Linked DNA regions of Sus scrofa: region 1 is linked to region 2. The links are chromatin contacts, called in public HiChIP or PLAC-seq maps. All regions are on one chromosome and are shown on one strand. Each heading gives the region's core, a stretch centred on a gene start, on an enhancer-like site or on the middle of the called end of the contact. The rest is flanking DNA. Distances are from core to core; before and after follow the strand shown.

Region 1 (6,040 bases), core at 2,215-4,714, 44 kb before region 2:
CCACATTTCGTTTATCCAGGCATCCATCCATCCACGGACACTTGGGTTGCTTCCACCTTTTGCAGTTGTGAATGGTGCTATGTCCATGGGTCTACAAATATCTCTTTGAGAACCTGCTTTCAATTTTAGGGAGCAGGTGCCCAGAAGTGAAATTGCTACAGCATATGGTAATTCTATTTTTAGTTCCCAGACACCATTTTAGCCTCACAGGAAATGCAACAGGCTCTGAGAGATTCAAGGCCTTGGTGTGAATTGGTAACATACCCTTGCTTCCTGCCTCCAAGACCCAGGCTCTTTTGGACCAAATGCGTTTTGCACCCATACCCCCAAAGAAATAGCATGGGGGCGAAGAAGAGAAATGATGCACTCGAGCTGAAAGGAGGTTGTTTTAAGCATGCTTTCCTTTCCTTTTGTCTTGTGTGTTCTCTCAGACAAATGAGTGCACCAGCAGGTGGACTGGCTTAGGCAGAAAGGATAAACTAGTAGTCTGAGTGATCAATGTAGGCTGCAAATGTGTTTTATGTGGCCTATATAGGGTTTTATACCTTTAAAGGGCTATGTCTTTTTTTTTTTATATTTAATTTTTTGTCTTTTTAGGGCTGCACCTGCGGCATATGGAGGTTCCCAGGCTAGGGGTCTAATCAGAGCTGTAGCCGCCGGCCTATACCACAGCCACAGCAACGCAGGATCCGAGCCATGTCTGTGACCTACACCACGGCTCATGGCAATGCCAGATCCTTAACCCACTGAGCAAGGCCAGGGTCAAACCTGCATCCTCACGGATGGTAGTCAGGTTTGTTACGCCTGAGCCATGATGGGAACTCCCAAAGGGCTATATCATTTAAAAGTTCAGATTTTCATCTTCTCCTAAAAGTGATCCAACAATACTGAGTCCACCTTCCTGCCTACTCACCAGTGTGCCACTGTCCCCACCACTCCCTCTTACTTCCACCTACTTCTCTCGGTAATATTGGCTATTTCCCCATTTTGCTGTTTGAGCTTAAGACTCCTGGCTCAGAGTGTAGGTCTAGGAGAACCTAGATCAGGGGCTTATCTTCTGTTAGGGCCAGCTTCTCAGCACACCACTGTTACTTGAGAAAAGAGTCATCAGAGGAATTAACTTCTGCCAACCAGCTTTTACTGAACCCTGACTATGTATAGGGCCCATGACTGGATGGTTGTTTCCTAGACATGAGTAAGGCACAGCCTCTGATCTCTGAAAAGCCACAATCTGATGGAGAAGGCAGACGTGTGTACGGTCTGATTCTGGACCAAAGGTGTGTGTGTGTGGGGGGGGGGTCAGAGCAGCAGTTTCTGAGATGATCTGGAAGTGTATCTGAAAGGAGAGGCCAGCTATATGAAGAGGTGGTGGCACCGGGGCAGAGGAGAGTATTTCATGCAGACACAATGCCCTAGTGGGGGGGGGGGGGGCAGCTGAGGTTCCGTGCGTTTGAGGAACTTAAAGAGGGCCAGGGTGACTGGAGTTTAATGAGTGGGGTGAGTGGTAGTAGGTGACGTCAGATGTGTATTTTTATATCAACAGCCTAACCCTTAAGCCGGGCAGCTGTTGGGCAAATCCATGTTGCCGGTCTCCAGAAGCCTTGCTCAGGACAGGTAGCTGGCTTAGCAGTGTCAGAGGAGGGACCAGGCCTAATCCCTTCGCCTGCCTCTGATGCCAAGGACAGGGTAGGGCACGGAGCAGGTTTCAGTAAAGATCTGCTGACAGCATACTTGAGACGAGAACAGGAAGTGCAGGCTCTGTTGAAGGCGGCCCAGGGCGGCTCCCTCTTTATGGGGGCAGGTCGCTAACGCCCCTAAGCCACAGAGGGCTGGGAGAGTAAGATGCAGGGAGCAACGAGCCACAGGCCCTACCCGCGAAAATCTCGGAGGGGAGGGGACCTGAGGAGGGGACCAGGTGGGAAAACGCGCTGTGAGAGTTGAGGGAGGGCATCCGTTTTAGCTTAAATGAGTGTGTGGCGGGCGGTCAGGAAGGCAGATGGGGGCCCTTGAGCTGAGACTTAGGGGAGGGGTAGGGCAGTTTTACCTACAGTGGCTTGGACGCTTCATTTTGTTTTCTGGCATCATTTCCTCTTAAAACACCAACAGGCCCTAATGGGCCTCCGGCGGGGCGGGTCCTCGCTCCTCTCCCCAACGCTCCGCAAAGGGGCAGGGCCACCCAAGGAGCCCGGGTCCCGACTGCAGCACCCAGATCTGCCCGCCAGGGGCCGCTGCGCACGGGGTGACGAAGCGCGCGGGTTCCTAAGCTGCAGAGAGGAGGAAGCCGATTGGCTGCGAGGCGCGGCGGGAGGGCGGAGCTTCGGTTGCCTGTCCGGAGTGGGGGGCTGGGAGCGCGCCCCCGGCCGCAGCAGGCCCGGCGGTTGTCGCCGCCGCAGCCCCGGGCGGCAGTAGTGGTGCTGAGGGCTTCTGTCCAGCCTGGCTCTAGAGCTGAGGCGAGTGGAGCCAGAGATCCGGGCCGGGCTGCTACTGTCATCCTCGCAGCTGTCGCCGCGGGCCTGGGTTACCTGAGCGACTGCGTGCCGGGGGCCCGCCGGTCCCTCCGCCGGCGGTTGGCGCGGGGGAGACGCTCGCGGGGGACGGGGAGGCCGGGACCCGAGCCTTGGCGGGGGAGAGCGGTCCTGGCCGAGACCCGCGCGGGCCAGCGGCCGGGAGCGCCCGCGGGGGTCCGGGGGCGCCGGGCGGCTGCCTTGCCCAGGTTATTCCGGGAGAAGCCCGGCGCTGGGGCGGGCCCGGGCTTCGCTGGGGGCCGGGCGGCGCGGGGCGGGCCTGCCGGAGAGCACGCCCCCGCCCGCCCCGGGCCCGCCCCGCGCCGCCCGCCCGCCCGCTCCCGAGCCTCTGTCCCGGGCCTGGCCCGTGCGCGTCCGCCTGCTGAACCTGGGCACTGCCGGGCGCCTGGGCACGGGACTGGGCGGGGGCGCTGACCTCGGCCTAGGAGGCCTGGGATCCCCGAGCCACCCGCGGGGGCCTGGGAGTCGCACGCCCTCCTCGAACCTGTGCTGCTCGCTGCTGCTCGGCGGGGCGCGGCCAGGTGCCCCCCTCTCTCCCTCTCTTGTCTCCCTCCCCCACCCCGGTGCCCGCAGGTCGTCCTGTCCGCCCGCCCCGTCTCGCAGGGGTGTAGCCCGCTGCGGAGCTGACAGCCGCTCCGCGGCCACCCAGCCCAAACTCTCCGGAAGCGGCCCGAGCCGACAGGGCGCTCAGGCCGTCGCAGCTCCGGCGGACCCACTATTGGACCAGAGGCGCCGGCCCTCCTCCTGCGCCCAAACTTGGAGCACTTGACCTTTGGCTGCCAGAGGAGGCCAACTCGCGGGTGGCTGGACAGCTGCGGCACCTTGAGGGCATCTTGCCTGGGGTTCCAGGACCGTCGGCTGCACTCCGGGGCTCCCGGCTTTGCCTCTGGGATCCCGAGGTGGCCAGAGCCGGCGCATGGTGACTGAGACCGGGAGTCATGGATGTGTGCGCCCGTCTCGCCCTGTGGCTCCTCTGGGGGCTCCTCCTGCATCACGGCCAGAGCCTCAGCCAAAGCCACGGCGAGAAGGCGACCGGAACTGGCTCAGGGGCCGGTTCTGAGGAGTCCACTGCAGCAGGTAAGGCCTTGCCACGGGCAAGAACTGAGTTGCCCAAGTGGGGAAGTTGAACCCTGGGTCTCTGCATGTGCAGTGGATGGAGGCCCCACACATGGCACTGGCTGTTCTTAGTAGTCCAAGGAGTTCTTTCTGTTCAGGAGCCGTGACTACTGTCTCTCTGTCTCTCCGACAACTTCACTCATCCCTCCTCAGGGTGTCCTTTGTTGGCAGTGAAAGGAGGTCTGCCTTTGGGGTAGCTTGGCCTTGCAGGTCAGCAGGCCAAGACCCCTTCTCAGGACGACTTGACTGCGAGGGTGGCCTGCGCGGATGATAAGGCTGTTGCTCTTGGCCAGTTTCAGCACTTGGCAGCACAGGGAGGTTGAGGCTGCTTGGGTTGGTCAGGGAGAGCCAGGACCGGGCCAGCTCTGTTACTCCATAACGTAGTGTTGAGGTGTGCCGGGCTATTCCAGTAAGTGTGGGAAGCCAAGTCCCTCCCTTCCCCTAGGTGATCCGCTGTCTCCTAGCTGTGCCCCTTTGAAATAGCAAAGCAGCTCGTTCCTTAGATGGTTTCTGACTTACCGCCGTGGAGTTCAATGGCCTTTTCCTGAAACGGGCGTGATAAAATTCCTGGGACCACTTGTTGGCTTATTCTCTCTCTTCTGACTGATGAGGGTAGGAATTCTACGGTATTTTCGATCTGTCCTGGTTTTCCCTGTGCACCCAGGGAGCCTTGTCAAACAGCAGGAGCCCTGGAGTGCTGTGGCAGGAGAGCAGAGCACGTTTAAAATCCAGTTGTCGTATATGTGTGTGTGTGACTGGGTCACTTTGCTGTTCAGTAGAAAGTTGACAGAACACTGTAAACCAGCTATCATGGAAAAAATAAAAACCATTTGAAAAAAAAAATAAAACTGACTTGTTGTACATAAGGCTGAGAAGGAATTCAGTTTCGTATTCCCATGTCTCTCACCCTGTCACTGGGATTTGCCAGAAGCAGTGAACTCAGAGTGAGGAGAGTTTATAGCTGGGTTCTTTCTGTGGGTGGGCGAGCTGGAGTCAGTATCTGTTGATGACAGGGAGGAAAAGGAAGTGGAGGTCGTGGTGGCTAGGAAGTTTCGTGGACGGATGCAGAGGCTGGCTTTGGCCATAGACCCTTTCTTAGGAACCCCCCTTTTAAATTCCTTGACTGGGCTGGATATGATTGCAGGTACCCCAGGTGCTGGCTTCCAAGTGAGCCCAGCATTGCCCAATGTACCAGCATGGTACCTCGGCTGTTGCTTTGAAGATGGGCCCTTCTTGCCTGTGAATCCTGTTTCTCCAAACAGTGTCTCCTTGGCCCCTGACACCCAGCTCAATGCTTGGAAGGGGAGGACTGGTAGGCAGATGTAGGTCAAACTTTGAAAAAGACTAAAGGAGCATCTCTGCTGTTCCAGTGACATCCTTGTTTGTAATTGATAATATGTCCCTTTTTCACCCTGTAATATGAGCGCCTGACATAAAATGTGCATATATATACATATATTTTTTTTGGGGGGGGGAATGTGTTCTATATTTTAGACACACGCTGAAAAGGAAGACGTTTTGAAGTTAGATGTTGGCTAGCTATCAGGAAGATTTGTTCGTGTGTGTTCGTGTGCCTTCCGTAGGTCCTTCCAACATCCCTTACAACGCTCCTGATTCGAGCTTATGGAAATAGCCCTCCATGTGTTGTAGGGGCCTGGCTGTGTGGATTATCCTACTTAGCCTTCTTTTTTTTTTTTTTTTTCTTTCTTCCTCTCAGTTCAGAAATTAGTTTGTCACCACCGTATACTGAATCCCAGGAAGTCTCAGAGACCCTGGTGCTGGAAGTGACTATGGTTTGGGGTAACCTGGAGGCCCCAGTTGCAGCTATTTGGTAGACTGTCCCCTTAGGACTGTCTGGGGCTTTGCCTGTGACTCAGATAGGAACTCATTTTTGCAAAGAGGTGGCCTAGGCTCATGAACTGGGCTCTGCTAAAGGGTTTGGTGAAGAGCTTCCTGTGCAGCCAGGAACTCTTGTAGCCTTTCCTGTCCCTCTGGAGCCTCAGAACACAGGTGTTTTACTTACCCTTAAAGCTGCCACCTTTTGGAATCAGATTCAACATATTTAGTCAATTTGTGTGTTCTCTAAAGTTTGTGTTTTACAGTCTCTCAGCTGGTTTTCCTACAAAAGTCTCAAAATTGTCCTTTTAGAATGAGGGGCAAGTGATGCCATCACCATTTTTGCTGGTGAAGAAACTGGATCCCGTGCTCATTTTTCCGATTCTTAAGTCCTAGACCTCTTCCATCTTCCATCTTCTTAGGGCCCCCCTCCTCCCCCATTAGAGGTGCACTGGGCAAGCCCAAGAGAACGTTGCTTCCTTCTGGCGAGTTAGGTAGGCCCCGGTGACTCTGCAGCAGAGATGCGAGAAAAGGGCGGGCTTTCTCTCCTCTGCAGAGTCTTC
Region 2 (6,241 bases), core at 1,310-3,809:
GAATTATGTTTAAATGCCCAGCAGTGGGATTGCTGGATCATATGGTAGTTCTATATTTATTTAGTTTTCTGAGGAACCTCCATACTGGCCTCCACAGTGGATGCACCAGCTTACATGCCCAGCAACAGTGTAGGAGGGTTCCCTTTTCCCCACACCCAAAGTACCCACGAGGTACTTCTTAAAGCAGGCTGCCTGTTCATAAGTCATTGGTAGTCACAAGGGAATAAAAATGTCATCCTTCCAACACAGTTTTGGTGGCTTGTGGTCTGTGGAAATTTAGAGATCTGTGAAGGCAGTAAAGGAGTTTATTTGTGTGAATCCCTCATGGTCCCTTGAGGCCATGGGCTAGTGCCTAGCTGGTATAAGGTCTTAGGGATGCTTAGTACGTATTTGTTTTTGGATTAATAATTTGACTTCAGCATTTCAGTAAACCTCATGGAAATTGTGTATTTACCTACAGTTAAAGTGTCTCTGCTTTTGGTTTTAATTGTGCCAGTGCCATGTGGTAGCTCTCGTTTGCTCGTGCTGATTGGTGCTTTGGCTGGCAGTGGATGGCATCACAGGACAGAAACCTGTCCAGCGAGTGAATGACCTTGGACACGAGCACGGAGCCCAAATAAGCAGCCGGTTGAGTCTGCTTGTTTACTTTCACTTTCTCGCTCATTTAGCATCAAAGCCGCCTTGGAGAGGTGTCTCATTGCTCAGTATTGTTAGGAAGTTCTAAAGCTTGTATATGCTTGGTTAAAATCTGGATCAGCGTTTTGAAAAGAAAACCTGGTGATAATAAACACAGCTGAGAATGTCGAGTTATTTCTCAATAAATGACCTTTATTTATAGGCAGAATCATCCAGAACATGAGGAACTGTGAAAAGAAGATAAAGTGTTGATGAAAAGGGAGAGGTCCTGTTATTTCTGAGTCAGGATTAGGCGGTCACACTCTGTCATTAACAGAGTTTTCCCGGTAATGGGCGGCCTTCATCACAAGGAGCTTTTTTTTTTTTTTTTTTTTTTTTTTTTTGGTCACTTGGGACTTATAGTTAAGAGACCTAGATCCCAGGCTGAGGATGAATTTGCCATAATCTCTAGGGCACTTTCCCAGCAGCTGTCCCCCTCGCATCCCCCTCCCCAAGCTGGTGGGGCACACAGCGGTTGCCCACCGAGAGAACCTTACGTCCTGCTGCCTCTCATGTCTTCATAGAATTTTCCGTGTATTTGCTGAGGATTGGAAGAGACTGGCTTAAAGACTCTGGTGGGCTGAGGGTGGAGCGACTGCCGTCAAGAATAAAGGGCACGTTGTCTCCATCACGGTCCCGATAATAACGGTCCTGTGTACTTTTAGAATATAAGGGATTTCAACCCCGTTTTTTCTCTGATCCTCGTCGCTATCCTGAGAGGTAGTCCTGTCTGCGCAAGAGTGAGCTGGAGCTCAGAGGGCAACTTTTTTAAGGTGTCACACTGCTATTAAGGCAGTCAAGATGTGAAGCCAGGTTCTTTTAACATCAGGTGTCTGTATTCCTTGTCATTCAGGAGTGGTTTTCAGACTGTTTCGAGGTGTCCCAGGGTTGATCTGTTCATTCAGATACTTCCCATCCGCTTTTTGCCTAATGATTTTAGGAGCCACTGATGTTTACCACCTAGATCCATTGTTAGAGATTAGACCTAATTAGACACCAAGACTCCTCTTTAGGTTTCACTTGAGCTGCCTTTGGAGAAGAGGGTTACATTGTTTAAAATGTAAAAGTTCGGGAGCTGTTGGACCGTAGCTATTCTCTAAGCGCAGCAGTTACAGCAGGAACCGGGAACTGGGAAGCGGGAACTTGTGACTGTAACTAACTTGTAAGACTTTTTAAACTTCGTTACTTCCTCCTGGGTATTGTTTAAGGACTGTAGTCCTTCCCCACCCAGCAGTTCAACCCTTACAACAAAAAGGGCCCGTGTGTTTGACCTGTTGAGGAGCGAGGTGGATGGAGTGACAGTTTAACTCTAGGCGCAGGCGTGGGGGCGGTCGCCCCGAGGGCCGGGTGAGAGTTCTGCTTCCGTGAGCAAAGGAAGTGGTGAAGTCCCTGGGGCCTGTGCAGCCCGAAGAGCCTGAAAACGGCCTTGGGAGCCTCTATGACTGAAAACGGCCTTGGGAGCCTCTACGACTGAACGCTTCCAGCTGCGAATGGGAAGACCCGTTTCTTCGCCTTTGCCCTGTTCTCCAGCATCCGGAGACACCCTCGTCTGCACAGAGGGCCTGGCTGCACTGGCTTCAGTTGTGACACATGGGACGTGGTCCAGACCCAGGGTCCTGGTAGCCGTGTTTATTAGGGCTGCTCTTAGGAATCCTAAACTCATAACCCCAGGACAGGCCGAGGGCTCTTTGCTAGGCCTTTAAGGAAGGCCAAGGGCAGGAACCTCTTAGCAGAAGCTTTGGCTGGTCCTTAGCTGGCAATACCTGGTCACTCTGGCCAGGAGAAGCGCGTCCGCGGAGGACTTGGTGTTCTCTAGCCTTTGCAGAGGTCACAGGCAGACAGGCAGGGGGTGAGGCCTTAATTAGCTGGGGACTGCTGGAGCAAAGCCACTTGGCAGCGTCTTCCCTCGGCTCCTCGGTGCAGCTGGCTGCTTCCCCTGGTGACAGTGCAGATACGCCCTCCTTTTATGGTTTTAGGTCTCTGAGAGCTCACGCCTCTGTGGGCTTCGGGACCCTCGTATGCAGTGGGGCTGGTTAAACGCTGGGCGGCTGGAGTGACCGAAAGCCCTCCTGTCTGTGAGTGCTTTTTAACCCTGAGGCACATTTTATTTCATCTGTTCCGAACCAGCAGTTCTGTGCACTGCGGATGAGGAAAGTGAAGCTCAGAAAGAAGTAACTAAGACGATAGCTAATTAGAGTCTATATTCCCAGACTAGGGCTCTTTCTCCAACACATGGAGGCCAGCGGGAAGGAGGATGATGGTAAATGGAACGGAGTGACTTTTATGTGCAAAAGGCACTAAGGGGCTTAACTTCGTTTTCTCTGAAAGTTTTTCGGAAAGAAAATTTTACCAGTCTGAGTCTGAGAGCGGTCAAGTGATAGCTAAGACCACATAGCTCGGAAGTAGCTGTGCCTGAATTCCCATCTAAGTCTGTTTGACCTTGAAGTCTGTTTCTTTCCTTCCATCATTACTATATTCTTTGACAGTTGTTTCTTTCTTTCTTTATTTTTGGTCATTTTGTCTTTTTAGGGCTGCACCTGCAGCATGTGGAGAGTCCCAGGGCAACGCCGGATCCTTAACCCACTGAGCGGGGCCAGGGATTGAACCCGAGTCCTTATGGATGCTAGTGGGGTTCGCTAACCGCCGAGCCATGACGGGAACTCTGGCAGTTGTTTATTCTTAAAAAAATCATTATTGAGCTGCAGATGCAGTGCTAGGTACCAGGGATGTAAGGAAGCTTAAGATTTAGTAACCTCTGTTTTCCCGAAACCCATAGTTTGGTGATGTTCGCAGCTATGATAGAGGGAGTGGGGACAGAGGGTAGGGGGATGGGGCGGTAGGAGCTGGGCGCCCTGATTTTTGGTGGTAGGGCGAGTTGTCGGGGGAGGCTTCCTGGAGAAGTGGTTTGTTACCTTGGCTAGTCTAGCGATGAAGGACCTGAGCCCTGGGTCCCATCACATGCTGGTCATACTTGGGTAAGTCAGTAGCCTTGCTGAGCCTACTTCCTTGTGTCGGGCAGAGATAATCGTATTCTCCACCCCACAGGGCTGCTGTGAAGGTTAAGATGAGATAATTCCTGTTGAACATTTAGCTCCTTGCCTGACTGATAATAAACTCGCATTAATTGTCAGCCATGATAATTGTCATTGTCTAACTCGTGTTTCTTCCATATTCAGCTTGTATGGACAAATGAAGCCAGGCGCTTTCAGGGTCTCTTATCATCAGGGAAGTTTCAAAGTTTTCCTTTCAGGCCTAAGGTTCTGTCAAAGTAAAAACTGCCAGGTTGTTTCCAGGAAGGCAGCCGTCGAGTAACTTGGTCTCTGGAGCACCCCGACCCGGTGGGCTCCCTGAAGCCCCTCTGGCTGGCCCTTGGAAACGCTGAGGCTGATAAACACCCCTCTCTTCTCTGTACATCTTCGTTGGATAGGCTGGGAGGTGTCCTCCTGTAGAAACCGGTCCCCCTTTCTGGAGCAGGTCCTGCAGGTCTTCTTCTTCTTCTTTTTTAATCTTTTTAGGGCCGCACCTGCAGCATGTGGAGGTTCCCAGGCTAGGGGTCAAATTGGAGCCATAGCCGCTGGCCTATGCCACAGCCACAGCAACGCAGGACCCGAGACGTGTCTTTGATCTACACCACAGCTCACGGCAATGCCGGATCCTTAACCCACTGAGCGAGGCCAGGGATTGAACCTGTGTCCTCATGGATGCTAGTCAGATTCGTTTCCGCTGCGCCACCACAGGGATGCCGAGCAGGTCTTCTTCATCACTAGACTAAGGGAGGCACCAACTTCTCTGAGAAGCCTTCCCTAACAGTTTCCCCTTCCGAAATGACTGGGGGGGCCCCCTGAGCTCCCGAGGCTCCCCCACCCCCTCTCTGTTCCTGCTTCCCCATTCCCTCTGTCAGGTAGTGAGTATCACCAAATACTGCGTCCGTGGAGGCAGAGATGACTAAATCTCATGCTTCCTTGTATTGCTTGGGCCGCACATGCACCTGCAGCTCCACAGAGGCGTTGTGAGTGAGCAGCTGTCGAGGGACGAGGTGTAATAATGGATGGAGACTCACAGGCTTCAAGTCAGGCAGACTCAGATCCGAATCCAGGCTGACCTGCCCGCAAGTTTACTCTGATGGAGAAAACAGTGTCATTTCCGTAGTTCACGTAGCCCTGCATTCTCTCCTACTTCAGGGTCCTGTCTATTTTGGGGTAGCAGTAACTTTATGTATTTTATAGTGTACTCTCTTTTTTTTTTTGGTCTTTTTAGGTCCCCCCCACCCGTGGCACATGGAGGTTCCCAGGCTAGGGGTCTAATCGGAGCTGCAGCTGCCAGCCTGCACCACAGCCATGCAATGCCGAATCCAAGCCATGTCTGCGACCTACACTGCAGCTCACGGCAACACCAGATCCTTAACCCACTGAGCAAGGCCAGGGATGGAACCCGCGTCCTCATGGATGCTAGTTGGGTTTGTTTTTGCTGAGCCTCAACGGGAACGCAAGTGCACTCTTTTAAAATAAGTGTTCTGGAATTCCTGCTTTGGGTGCAGTGGGTTAATGACCTGGCTTGTCTCTGTGGAGGTGCTGGTTTGATCCCTGGCCCTGTGCAGTTGTGCTACAGCTGTGGTGTAGGTTGCAGCTCTGGCTTGGATTTGATCTCTGGCCTGGGAGCTTCCATATGCCATGGGTGTGTCTGAAAAAGCAAAGCAAAGCAAAGTGTTCTTTAGAACATTCATTTGAAAAGACAATAGGTATTAGTCTGTAAGAGGCCTTTGAGATCAAGTTTGGAAAAGCTGGGACCATCTAATAGGGTAAGGAAAGGTATGCAGGATTTTCTGCATTTAAAAAAAATGGAAGTATAGTTGATTCTACATTTTTTGATCATGGAAACCTGCCCCCCCCAAACAAAACCCCGTCCATTGATATGTCATAAAACACCAGTGTTCCGTGGGACACAGTTTGGTAAAAGGAGCACAAAGGGGGTCTCTGGTTTTCTGTTAGTTGGGCTTGAGGAGGTAGGCGGCAGACTCTCCGCTGGCGGCAGAGCCCCTTCAGTGCTCCCCTTCTTTCCACAGACGGGGGGTTGTCGTAGAAGCCGACGGTCTCGGTTCATCCACCGACCGGTCTCTGGTGGTGCTCCCGACTCATCATCCACCAGTCTCTGGTGGTGGTCCCGACTCAGTGGTGGATGTAGCCGGTGGAACCTCTGTAGTCGGCTTCGTCGGCTGCTTCTGGAATGGGGCGGGATGCGTGTGCAAATGCTCTGCTTTGAGAGGAGAGCGTTTAGTCAATCAGAGAACTGTCTGCTGCCTCTCTTGTTAATTGCAGCTGGCCCAGAAGTGGGTCGGGCAGGAGGGATTGTGTTCAATATTTCAGTCTTAAGGAGTTCTGGATTCCAATTCTAGTCCTCGCGTTGCCTTTTTTTTCCCCATCTTTTTAGGGTTGCATCTGTGGCATATGGAGGTTCCCAGGCCAGGGGTCCAATCGGAGCTGCAGCTTCTGGCCTACCCCACAGCCACAGCAGCTCGGGATCCGAGTCGAGTCTGCGGCCTACATCACAGTTCATGGCAATGCTGGAT

Evidence for each region. HiChIP or PLAC-seq counts read pairs in DNA pulled down with a chosen protein or histone mark.
Region 1: a contact with region 2 is called in an H3K27ac HiChIP or PLAC-seq map of skeletal muscle. The contact joins the promoter of STIM1 here to the enhancer-like site in region 2. A contact is called at or near these places in 3 of 5 promoter capture datasets (fetal liver and liver), 17 of 47 Hi-C or Micro-C datasets (alveolar macrophages, blood, fetal liver and 8 more) and 2 of 2 datasets of contacts at active chromatin or transcription factors (alveolar macrophages and skeletal muscle).

What each region holds. Positions count from the first base shown.
Region 1 is chr9:6,266,847-6,272,886 of Sscrofa11.1, reverse strand. STIM1 (stromal interaction molecule 1) reads left to right here and starts at 3,464. Exons shown (of 12, transcript NM_001130974.1): 1 at 3,464-3,602. The coding sequence starts at 3,464.
Region 2 is chr9:6,221,874-6,228,114 of Sscrofa11.1, reverse strand. All of the region lies in intron 1 of STIM1 (stromal interaction molecule 1), which reads left to right. Among named protein-coding and RNA genes, the nearest start is that of STIM1, 44 kb to the left of the region's middle. Within about 2 kb of position 2,559, at least 42 of the 83 cell types and tissues checked have an H3K27ac peak or open chromatin away from gene starts, as enhancers often do. A contact at or near this core is called in alveolar macrophages, fetal liver, liver and 4 more, where this site is marked.